Linked DNA regions of Gossypium hirsutum: region 1 is linked to region 2. Evidence: chromatin contacts called from public Hi-C data. All regions are on one chromosome and are shown on one strand. The core of a region is the stretch at or near the end of the contact, and the rest is flanking DNA. Distances in the headings are between cores, read along the strand shown.

Region 1 (5,913 bases), core at 1,601-4,100, 96 kb before region 2:
CCCCAGAAATTTAACCAAATTCTTTTGATTCACCAATCCATAAAAGCAAGAAACAGTGCAATCTCAAACAAGTAGCACTAACCTGCAATGCAACACGAAAAATTAACTGTTCATCGTTTCCCTTGAGCCTGATACCCCCTATTCCTGGGTTATGAAGCTGAGTACTAGATGTAGTATTCGGCAAACTTGAAGTCTTCTTCACAAGCACCAGAGATTGGTTTGACCAGGCAGGTTGACTAATGTCTTCAAGAATGCATATATCAGGGTCATCATCAACATGGGATCTGCAATCTGATGAATTGCTATGAATAGATTCAGGACTGACTTTTGAAAGACCCATACTCCTTGAAGGAATAAACTTATTCTCTCTTTCATCCTGAAAACAACTTAACTGCATCTTGGTTGAACTAATTGGGTATGCACTGGAAAAATAGTTCTCTGGGGAAGTTAAATTTAAATGTCCCTCACTGAAGAAAGATTGACTACTAACATTTAGATTAATGTCATGATTGTAATAATGAGCATCCTTGCCATTAACCATAAAATCCTGATTTGATACAGAAGGATAAATATCAGATGACTGCTTTGAGGCTTCGTCAAGAGATAATGACTCAGCAACCCTGTTAGTAGACTTTCTCCAGCTAGCTTCATCTAAAGATTCAGCAGAATGGGAGAAAATATTGCCAGATGTGATCAGTTCGTTATCTTCATTCTTTCCATAAACTGCTTGTTTGTTATTTAAAATGCAAGGTTTAGAATGAGTGAATGGCTGCAGCGAACCTTTGTCATCAAAGAGTCCATCATTGGCAGTGTATGAAAATTTTCCATAGGCTGGTAAAACATGTCCATTCCCTTCACCTTCAAAATGAAGTTTCTTTACATCAGAGAAATCAATCTCACCCTGAGAATTGAATATTATCCTACTACTGGAGCATGCACTCTCAGTGGGAAATTCCACAACTTCACCCTCCTTACTTTCTTCAAACGTAAAATTTAGGGAACCAGGCGAGTGTTGCATTGAGGAATCAGCAAAATATGCATCATCTCCATTCATGTAACAACTTATAACTGAACAGGGATCATACTGATCAAATATTAAGTTTGTATTCTCATCAACAGGGCTGTGCAAAGCATCTGAATATTCAGAAAACAAGAGTCAGCATTTCCACTAAAAAACTCGGGCACAGCAATAGGAAGCAAAAATTTCAAAATGCACAACTAATGACAATGTTTAGATTGAAGTAGCAAGTGGGTAACGTACTTTTGTAGCCAAACTCCTCTTTAGTATTCATGAACAATGAACTAGTTTTATCATCCACAAGTTCAAATCTTAAATTATCTCCATGATCTAACGCATGGTTGCCATCTATCTCAGAAAAACTAGATGCTGTACTACAGCTGGGAATCTCAACTCTCTCTCTGTAGGATGTCCCTTGACAAATTGCAGACCACTCTTTAAAACTTGCAGAGGATGTTTGAACCGGTGAACAATCATGTGCAGAGAGTTCTAAATTCCCATGATAATAAAAGGAGCCACCGGTAGACCCTGCCCTAGCATCTGAATCATCGGAATTATTTCTTAAACAATCTGCAAAAGTAAACCCCGAGCAAGGAAATATCATCAAATTTTCATTATATATATAAAAAACAGAAACTTAGAAAAATGCTTGTGCAAAGAAATTTTACCACTTTGAAACTGGATGGATTCAAGATCTGAGTCCCCTTGAGACATATTTCTAAGCGATGGATCTTCTGGATTAATCTGCAATTTAACAAAGAAAGAATAACCTATCTAGGAAAAGAATAGAAAACAAGATTGAACTTCTACCGAGAAACAAGGGCTAACAAAAAGCCATGAAATATCAGTTCCACAATCTATAACCTCGAGTTTAAGAGTGAAAGTACGCAAAGTCAATTACAATTTATGAGATGAATTTGGATTCCAGATTCGCAAATTAAGCAAGGAAGTACTTGAGTTAAATAAATTCCAAAATAATCATAGTAGAATGCGATAGTTCCAAATAAAGTAAGTTCAATTTCATTCAATTTCAAACAAGCTATGAACTATGTTCTCATAAAATCAGCTAAAATAAGCAACCATTGACTCATTTCCTAGGCTTTCCAATGGAGAGTACGTGATCTATACAACAAATTCCCTTTCAAAATTTCACAATTAAAGAGTAGGATTCCAGTAAAATCTTCACACTCCACACCCTAAAAGTGGCGCCAAATTAAACCGCAAAAGAAAGTAACTACCTGCGGAGGATCAGAGTTCTCCTCAAGAATACGATTGATGCTGTCGAGATCGATGCACATACCATCCCCAACGAAATCATCGAACTTATAATCAGCCGAGAGATCGCCACTTGACAAGATACCGAAGCTATCATTGCGGTTATCTTCCCCCATCATCAACATCAAACAAGAAGAAAGAAACCGAGAACCCTCACTTGCTTTTGGAAACCCTAAAAAAAAAGCTCTTGTGAAACCTAGCCGATTTACCGGACATAAAGAAACAAAGTATTGGATCCAATCAATACGAATCGCATCACTTCAACGAAGAAATTAGAGAGAAGTTTCCTCGACAGTTGGCGTTGGCGGTCTCAAACTTAGATGCGACTTTTTGTAAAGAAAAAACAAATGTAAGAGAATCGTGAAAGAATGCGGTGGCTCCTTTTTGGTATTAAATAAGGATTGGTTATTGTAGAAAGACTTTTGCGCAGACGAATTTTAGAATTTCCCATTTATATAAAAATATTATATATTATCTTAAATAAATAATTTGTCTCAATTTCTTCGGTAGGGCGGAGGACGGCGGCGGAGAAGACAATAAGAGGGGTGTCAGTCACGGACCCGACGTCGTATTGTACACACCTTTTACTTTTTTATTTAGGATGATTTTAGAGCGAAGTTGCGGAAGTCGGTGGAAGAGACACGCGAGTAAAACGCGCATGGTTTGATTTTTGGCGCGTGATTTGTACAAGGCTGACAATGGATGCCCAAAAAAAAAAACACCGTCAATGAGCAATTAGATTTGATTTTGGTTAGACTTATCTGATTACAAAAATAGATATAAATCGTCTCAACAAACCATTTCATTTGATTTTCTCAGTCTTATAATTTAGTTTTGATTCAAGCATTGTAAAAAGAGCTTCTTCAATTATTACAATTATAAATAAATAAATATATTTTTTTATTAGAAAGTAGAATATAAAAAGAAGATAAAATTATTTCCAATTAAATTTACCTAGGCAGAACCGGGGAGATTTCGAGGGTGGATGTCGGGGAATTTACGTCGCTTGGGATCGCGCTCTTTCTCTTACTTTTCATCAATTTCAGATTTACATAACAACGGGATTGTCCTCTACGTGAAAAACATGATGTGCTACATTAAAAACAATAACATTATGTTAAACGCATCATTAGGTATCATATCTTAAAATATCAATAATCATTGTTTCTTTTAATGCAAGTCAAATAAATGATAAAGCTATGGAAACATAAGCTTTTTTCTTTCCTCGATATTCTTAGTAACTTGCTTCCTATTATTCTTTGTTTTTATGCTGGTCTTTTGTGGTGAAAACAGAACAGTAAGCCATTGTTGACTTCTTCCATTTTTTTTTTTGAAGACAAGACAAAATAAAGTTGGAGCAACTTGTCTTTTTTAATAATAATTAATATTAAATAATTACCTTTTTATAAAAACAAAAAACATGGTTGGTAAGAGAGTTAGAGGAGTTCTAAATGTGTGTTAACATATAATCATTAAACCAATATAATATCATTCGGGTTCTTTTTTTTTTCAATTTTTTCTTAAAATAGGATGTTTCACAATTATTATTTTTAAATGTGTTTTTTTAATATTAATATTTGATACATGAATAATATATACATCACAATTGAATAAAGAGGTGATACATCGTTAAAAATGAAGTTAAATTAATTTAGCTTTAAAATTTTATGATGATGTGTCATCATTTTAGTAACCGGTGATGCACAGAATTATACATTATCAGTGTATTAAATATTAACTATTATTCAAGATCAAGCAACCTTAACATTAATGGGTTTGAAGGTCCATGCAGATAATCTTTGAAGAAAACTCAACATCTAAAAGTGCCAAGGTCCTACTTTTATACTAGAGATTCATCATGCAATATGATTCCCACCATTTAGGGTATGATAAAATAACCATACATTAACCTCGACACTTATGGATATATCATGGGTATTTTCAAAGGTTTCATCAATAATTTTGTACTTCAACTAATATGAACTTGACCTTAACTAGTTAGTTTAACCTCGATACATATCGATGTATCGTGTAAGTGTTTTTTTCTTTGTTTTAATGTTATTTGTGTTATTATTATTTTTTGAATATGTTATATACTATATTATTTTTATTTTTATGGTAGTTAATTAGTTCTTTATTGGATGATATTAAAAATTATTGAAATTGCTAGTATTGTTCCTAATATTAGTAATTTAATATTTTAAAGGCTCAAGTGGCAAAACGAGAAACCGATTTATCAACCTAGTCCATTATAATGGATTGGTTGTGATGGTTGATATAGACGTCCTATTCCAATTGGCTCATCCTATTAACATGACATTTAAGGATAATGTAGCATTAGAGAAAATGAAAAGGAGGATTCAAAGGAAAACTTGAGCTAGAAATATAAAGAGAATATCTAGTTGAAGTATAGATTTCTAGGGTCCACCAAAGGAGAAGTTTAGTATGTTGTAGTGACTTTTAATGATGATGTTAAGATAATTTTATTTGAAACTAACAACATGGTAATATTGTAGTCCAATTATATGTGGAGCTCAAAGCTGTTCACCATGGATACAAAGTTTTCAATTATCCTAGCACATTGACAGTCTTGATCCTTTAATATTAGTCGAAGATTCCCTTAACATTTCCCATTGTTAACATTTTGGAGTCAAAGATACCTTAGTTGCATCAAATGTTGGTAAATTTATCACTGTTGACTTTAATTGAATCAATCGCACAATATCAATTAGAGATGCCTTCAACCTCTGGTACGAGATGTTCTTTAATAACTTCAATGAAGCCAAGTTATCAACCTTTGGTAAGATTTAGTCTTCAATTGACACTTTTTTGAATCCCAATTATTTTGTTGATGACATTAAAGAAATGAGAGATTATAGTGAGCCTAAAGTCGAAGCCAAAGTTAAAGATATGTATGGAATTGATTCCAAGGTTGAGGAAATTCAAATCGTTGTTGTCCCTCATAGTTGTAATCCTTTGTATATTAGCCTTCGTCTTTTTTATGTGGACATTTGACATTTATGTGCTTCACGAGTATGAATTTATTGAATACGCCCATAAAATCTTGGATTTGAATTTGCTTTTTATTGAATATAATGGTGGTATTTGTGTTAGCTTACATTTTGCACTAACAGAGGTCATACTTACAACAATTAAATGACTTCAGAGAGTTAGTAAATTACAAAATGACTAAATTTATGCTTACTAAATATGCGAGCATGTGTAATGTACGGTAAAATTACAAATAGGGCAATTGAGAAACATTTCTAAAAAAGAAACTATTGGAAAATTATTTATGAAAAGCATTTTGTTACACAACGAAATCTCAAAAATTTTCATAAAAACGAACCATTTTTGTGATATCTATGGCAATAAAATTCACCAAATTTAGTACTTGTGTTTCTAGACTAAGGAGACTTGTTGATTCTTGACTTTCTACTGAACATTCTTTTCCGTTATCCTCAAACCCTTGGTTGCCACGAGAATGATTTCTTATCGCAAATCAAACACAAAATTAAAACTAAAACTTTCTAGTGGGCAAAGTTCACTTTCTCTATAGGAAACCAAAACCAAAATTCACTATCACAATTACTCATGAAAAGTAGAATCTATTTGTAGCT
Region 2 (6,464 bases), core at 2,002-4,501:
TAATGAATATCAATGTTTATTTGAATCTCGATATCCTTTTGTCTAAGTTCATTTTTAATGAGTGAAAAATTGTAAAAATTATTTTAAAAATTATTATTTATTAAAAAAATCATATATATATATATATGAATGAACATGACTCCTTCAGCTGTAAGTTAAAACGAGAGGTGATGATATATATCGGCTAAAATATGGTGAATTTTTTTTTTATGATTTTTGCCTTTTATCCTTTTGCATTTACCCTAATTTTTAATAATTTCTAATATATATTTTTATAATTTTTATAACCTTTTACAACTTTATACTTATTTAGAATGAATTTAGATAAATGGATATCCACATTTAGATAATTTTGAACATTTATTTGTTTAGATTCTTTATGAATGTATATTTTTATTAATTTTCGTTAATGATCAAATCGGTTAAAAATGAATGGATCAATTAATTTTGTTTAGATAATTGAGAGCTTAATTGAATATATTTTTTTGTAAGGGTTTAATTATTTTTCTAATATTTTTACTAAGGATATATACTTTAATCAAAAAAATATAGTCTAACTATATTTTAAAATAACTACATCTTTGTTTAACGAAAAAATCCAAATTATTTATATAATAATCACATATTTTAAATATATTTTGTGTGAAATCTAAGTTAGTATTTCAACATCCATTAATAATTAAGTTGAGAATAATACTTTAAAAGTTGAATTAAAATAAGTATGAAATTCAGTCATCCATCTTGGTTGGAATAATAAAAGTTTAAAATATGAACATCAAGGACCGAGTTATTTGTGGGAAATATAAGAATTTGGACAAATAAATAAAAATGAAAAATGAGTTTGAACAAAAATCTAAATATCTAAATATTTGTAAAAACATATTTGTAGTTACAAAATTTTAAGGGTTGGTATTTTGTACATTTATTGCACAAGCAATTTTAAAAAATTGGCCACATGTCTTTTAAAAAAATATATATTTTTCTATACCTCTATTAGACACTTATTAACTCTTTAACCTTATTTGTGAAGTCTAGAAATTCCATTAACAATATATCAAATATTATCTCAAATTTTAATAATAAAACCAACCCAAATCTAAGAATTATTTAATTCAAATTCAAAACCTATAAAAATAAAATAGAAGAATGAATCCTTATTATTATTTTTTGGATAATATATAAACTTGATATTTTATGTTATGTTGTAGTAATATTGGATATAATCATTTAATAATATAGAATCCAAAAGGATGCATATTAATTCAAAAGAAAATATAATTTAGGCAATATATCAACTGTGATGTGAGTAAGATAAATTACCTTAACATGTAATAATGTTTTACTAAGAAGAAAAGCATTGACTGAACTTACTCTAACACTAGTTCCAATGACAACAATAGAAAGAGCTTCAAATTGGATCCAGCTCTTTACTGCAGTTCATCTCATTGCATCTTTATTTCTAATCAAATTTTATGCATCGCTTTTCTAATTTGTAATGCCAATTTTTAGTTAAACCCAACCTATGTGATCCATCTACACCTCTAAGCATCGCATGAAACTTGAAAAACAGGAGAGCCGAACCCCTCAAGTTTAAAACAGTGTGTAATGACCAAAAGAAGAGAAGAAAGTAGTCATGCAAAAAGCACATCCTTTCATTTCACGAAAGCAAACCAAGCTGAATTTCTACACCTGGACACCTGTCACACGTGAGGTACCTGTTAACCATGTTTGACTTTGACCCACCCCTTGTAGAAAAACTGAAATAAATGGCCCCGTAAAAGGCCGACACAAGGCACATGATATGTCGGATTTATTATGAGAAATGGCTTGAGTGATTAAGGTTTTTCATTTTTGCTTTGGCAAAATTTATCCTTCATTGCTACCCTTTTCCGAGTAGGATTTTCTAAATTATTGTTTTAGGTACCGACTATATTTTTACCACGTGGCATTTGGTACTGAATGTGATAATTTGGCTTAGTCATGTGCTACTAAGTAGGTAGTTTTAGTTGATATTCTTATCTTTTATAAAATTTGTAACTCGTATCTATATTAATTAAAATATTATTTAAAAGAAATAAAACCCCTCAAGTGGGATAATATTTTTTGTTGAGGGTCGGAGACTAATCTTCTCTCAACAATAATATTTTTTTTTAAAACTTGAGTAAAATCTTTTACAAGTATTAGTGTAATGATAAATCATATTGTACACTTGAATAGAAAATATCAATTTACTTGAAAGTAATATTATTAAGAATGGTAGTCATAATCTTTAAATATAAACACTATAACGAATAAAAAAACCAAAAAAATTTTGAGTGGATAAAAAAAATGAATGTTTTAATATCTTGTTTTAGAGAAAAAAAAACCATTTTTTATATTATTACTTCCTTTTGATGAAATGCATCACATATAGGTCATTTATGCTTTGCAAATATTCTCATGACCCACTACTAGGCAAGTTATCTCCTACATGGACACTCTCACGAGGGAGAATAATAGCTTTTACGGATAAGTCTTTGAAGACTCGGAAGAAGGGGACACAAATATGGCTTCAGAGTATGAAAATGAAAACCATGAACACCACCATGAATACAGCTCGACAATAGCCGTTAGTCTAACAAAGGAAAAGATAGCAAACATTAGGAAGAAATGGTCCAAAACTCTCATTATTAGTTTTTGGAAAAAGCATAGGTTTTGAGGATTTGAGCCTCAAGATAAATCAACTATGGAAACCCTTGGGTATGATGGAACTCATAGACTTGGGGTATGGTTTCTACTTCGTCAAGTTTATGTGCGGCCAAGATTATGATAATGTAATAAAAAAAATGGCCTTGGTTCATAAACAGAAAGTTTTTGACAATCAAACTTCCCTGGGAAAGACTTCCAGAACTTACCATTGAATATTACGACCCAACAATCCTCACTAGAAGATTGGTAGACTTCTCAAGATTGATAATGCCGCTAGCTTGGAGAAAAGAAGTCGTTTTGCTAAGGTTTGTGTGCAAATGAACCTTGATGACCCTCTGGTTAGATTTGTTAATGTGGAGGGTCAGAAATAATGTGTGGTATATAAAGGAATCCAAAGCTTGTGCTTCAGCTATGGCAAAATGGGGCATAGGAAAGACTCATATCAAAAGATAAAGCTCCCAGAAGCAACTAAGGCTCAAGCCAACCAAGGTCCACGTCAATGGAAGATGGCGTTGTAGAGGGTGGAGTCATGAAACCAAACTTACCAGATCGAGCCCTAGAAGACAATAATGATTATGGGCCCTAGCTTTTAGTCCAAAAACATAAACTAAAGTCACGGGTCGTACACCAAGACCTCGTGCTTTCAAGCCCCTCCAAATTTGTCATAAAGAACATTTAAAAAAAAAATAGTAGCTCCAAATTAGCGGGATGAACTTTAGCCAACCCAAACAGAACTAGCATGACTAAGAAAGCTGTAACAGTTGTCCATGGCATAGCTTAATTGACTAGTCATTGCCATAAAAAACCTTTTCACGGTAAGAAAAGAACAAAGCTAAAGCTTACCCAAAAAAAAGTTTAACAAAATATGAACATAGCAAAAGTTTACTAAGAAAATTGAACTTTATGATATTTAAAAAGTTATAAACTTTAAATTGAATTATTACATGCGTTTTTAGCGAGGTCTTTTAAGTCGTTTACTGACTTTTTATTAAATGATTTTCTTTGCTATCCTTGAACCCTAGCTAGTTTTGAGTATGCGCTCAAACAACACGAATTGATTGCACAGAATGAAAACCTTGATTAACTTTCATAGAGGAAGTTAATTTCTCTAATAAAATTGGAAAACTCTTGAACTTAGTGAAAATAAAATTTATTATGTAAATAAATTGCCACTATTTTCTGATAAAGTAACGATGCTCAATTGATGTGTGCCCTCTCATAATTCTTATTTATAGGAAAAAAGCTACAATAGTTTTACTTAAATAATGAGTAATTAAATAATTATAATTTAATAAAAATATAATATTCGCTTATATGGAATACTAAGGGGAAGCAACACACACTAATAAGCACTAGGGTTTGTCACCCCTCTAATTTGGGATGGGCACGTTCGGCCCCTCTCATGTACTAAGTACAATTATATGTGTTATTTGGACTTTTAACCAACACATAGAATTTAACCAACTAAATAATTATTTTCCTATTTCTCAAATATTATTTATTTAATCAATTAAATAAATAAATTTATCTATTTAAATTATTTTCTTAATCCAATTCTAATTTCGTTAAAGTCATGTAACTTTAATGTATTAGAATCTATAATGAAATATATTTAATTTTTCCATTCAATAAAAGTACGATGGTGAGTTAATTCAATTCTCACTTTGAACTTCAATTATTTATTTACAATCAAACAAATAACAATTCGAAGAAATTAATTTAATTTGTAAGTCATCTTTTGTTCTTTGCGAGAAAAATATATTCACTGTAGATAGTGATGTTGGGAAAAGAATTCAACTCAAAAATGATTTTCTTGCACAACAGAAAAATAAAAATTTGACATTCTTGGCTTTCAACCGAACGACCTTCTCTATTATTCTTGTACCATTAATAGCTTCGAGTGTGGGCTCGAACAATTACGAATCAAATGCAAAATCAAAATTAATTTTCTTACTTTCAGTAGGAAAGTAAATCTCTCTCTCTCTCTCTCTCTCTCTCTTATAGAAACTACTAGAATTATTATTCCTGGAAAATAGAATTTATACTTAGAAAATAAATTCTCACTATTTTCGGGTAGAATAACAATATCTCAAAGTTGTGTATAAAACTTATGTTTTTAACCCTACTAGTGCCATCTATTTATAAGGAGAGATAGAGGAACCCTAGTTGAATTAGAAGAATACAAATAATACTTATTTAATAGAAAAATCAATCTTCTAGTTGAATTAGGAGAACACAAACAATACTTATTTAATAGAAAAATCAATCTTCTAGTTGAATTAGAAGAGAGGGACGACCACCCTAGTGTACTAGGGTTGTCGCCCCTCATACATATTATAAGGGGTTTGGGGCCTCTACTGTATCGAGTCCAATTATACGTGCTTCTTAAACTTTTAACCTAGTATTTTTTAATTTAATCCAACCCAATACATGTTTTTCCATTTCCGAAAATAAAATTATTTCTTAATTAATTTTCCAATTAAATAATTGTCTCAACCAAATTCTAGTTCCGTTAAAGTCATTGTAACTTTATCGTAAAAGATTCTATGAGAAAATACATTTAATTTTCATATTCAATGGATTCACAATTACCAATTAATTAAATTTCACTTTTGAACTTCAATTATTTACTTAAATAATAATTTAAAAAACTCAAATTAAATATTAAGTCATTTTCATTCTTAGTGAGAAAACACATTCACTTCTAAATGTAACCCATTTTTCTAATTTTATCATTTCTATCCATTTTTGTTTATTTGATTCTACATGCAATTCATTTCTAGTTTGAACGAGCTAGCGGATGGACCGATTAGACATATGTAATTAGGGTTAAAATGATTTATAATTAAGTCTCAACTTTTCGCCTATTAATTAGTAAACTCATTTAGTCACAAAGTCATTCCACTATAGTATCGTGACTGAGCTCTCCCTAATTACATACCATTACGAAAGCTACTTGATCAGTGCTAGTCTAATGACCTTGCATAAGTGAGTTAGCCTCATAAGATATCATTAATCTCTTTGGGATAAATTCGTTCTCCTATATGATCCTATTTTACCTCACGGTAATCATTACATCTTCCTTCATGGAAAGTCAATTACATCATATAATAATTAAATCATTCATCAAAAAGACAAACGACTCGTGGCCACTTTAATTTTCATCTATCATGTAATGCCAATGAGAGGATATCATTTACCCATGTCTTGGGATATGAATTCCACTATTGTGAATGATGCTACATGCTGCAAAAGTTTTATACCCAACGCACCAACTTTCTGTTCTTTATCTATTTAAACTCAAGCTTTTACTTACATCAAAGTATACAAGTCAGGCATACATAGTCCATCATCCACTCAATATTAAGGTATCTCACACTATGAACGTCACAAATGAATAAATACATAAATGTATTTAGAGCCTATTCTACTTGGTCCTATTTCATGTAATGTAACACCCCTAACCCATATACGTCACCGAAATAGGGTTACGTAGCATTACCAGATTTTATAAATCAAATATAGACAGTTCATAACATTTAACATTCATATCAGAAATCAATCATAATCAATCATATTGTCCCTTATATGAGCCTCAATGCCCAAATTACGCATTAGAAATAAGTAGGGACTAAACTGGGTGCTCAGAAATTTTTTAGAAAACATCAAAAAAAATTCAAGATGCAGGGGACACACACCCGTGTGGCCAAGCCGTGTGTCTCACACGGTCAAGAGACACGCTCGTGTCTCAGGCCGTGTGAACCTTCGAAATAGGG

The links. Hi-C and Micro-C count contacts between places; a contact is called where the count stands out from the background.
Region 1: a Hi-C map of leaf shows a contact between it and region 2, with 2.6 times the contacts expected there. The contact joins the promoter of LOC107900630 here to the enhancer-like site in region 2. A contact is called at or near these places in 9 of 34 Hi-C or Micro-C datasets (callus, leaf, petal and 1 more).

Annotation. Positions count from the first base shown.
Region 1 is chrD06:43,680,435-43,686,347 of Gossypium_hirsutum_v2.1, reverse strand. It overlaps LOC107900630 (helicase-like transcription factor CHR28), which reads right to left and starts at 2,850. Exons shown (of 13, transcript XM_041095854.1): 1 at 2,257-2,850; 2 at 1,687-1,762; 3 at 1,262-1,588; 4 at 781-1,134; 5 at 83-651. The coding sequence starts at 2,418.
Region 2 is chrD06:43,584,183-43,590,646 of Gossypium_hirsutum_v2.1, reverse strand. No RefSeq gene overlaps it. Among protein-coding and RNA genes, the nearest start is that of LOC107900629, 53 kb to the right of the region's middle. Within about 2 kb of position 3,251, at least 6 of the 9 cell types and tissues checked have an H3K27ac peak or open chromatin away from gene starts, as enhancers often do. A contact at or near this core is called in leaf, where this site is marked.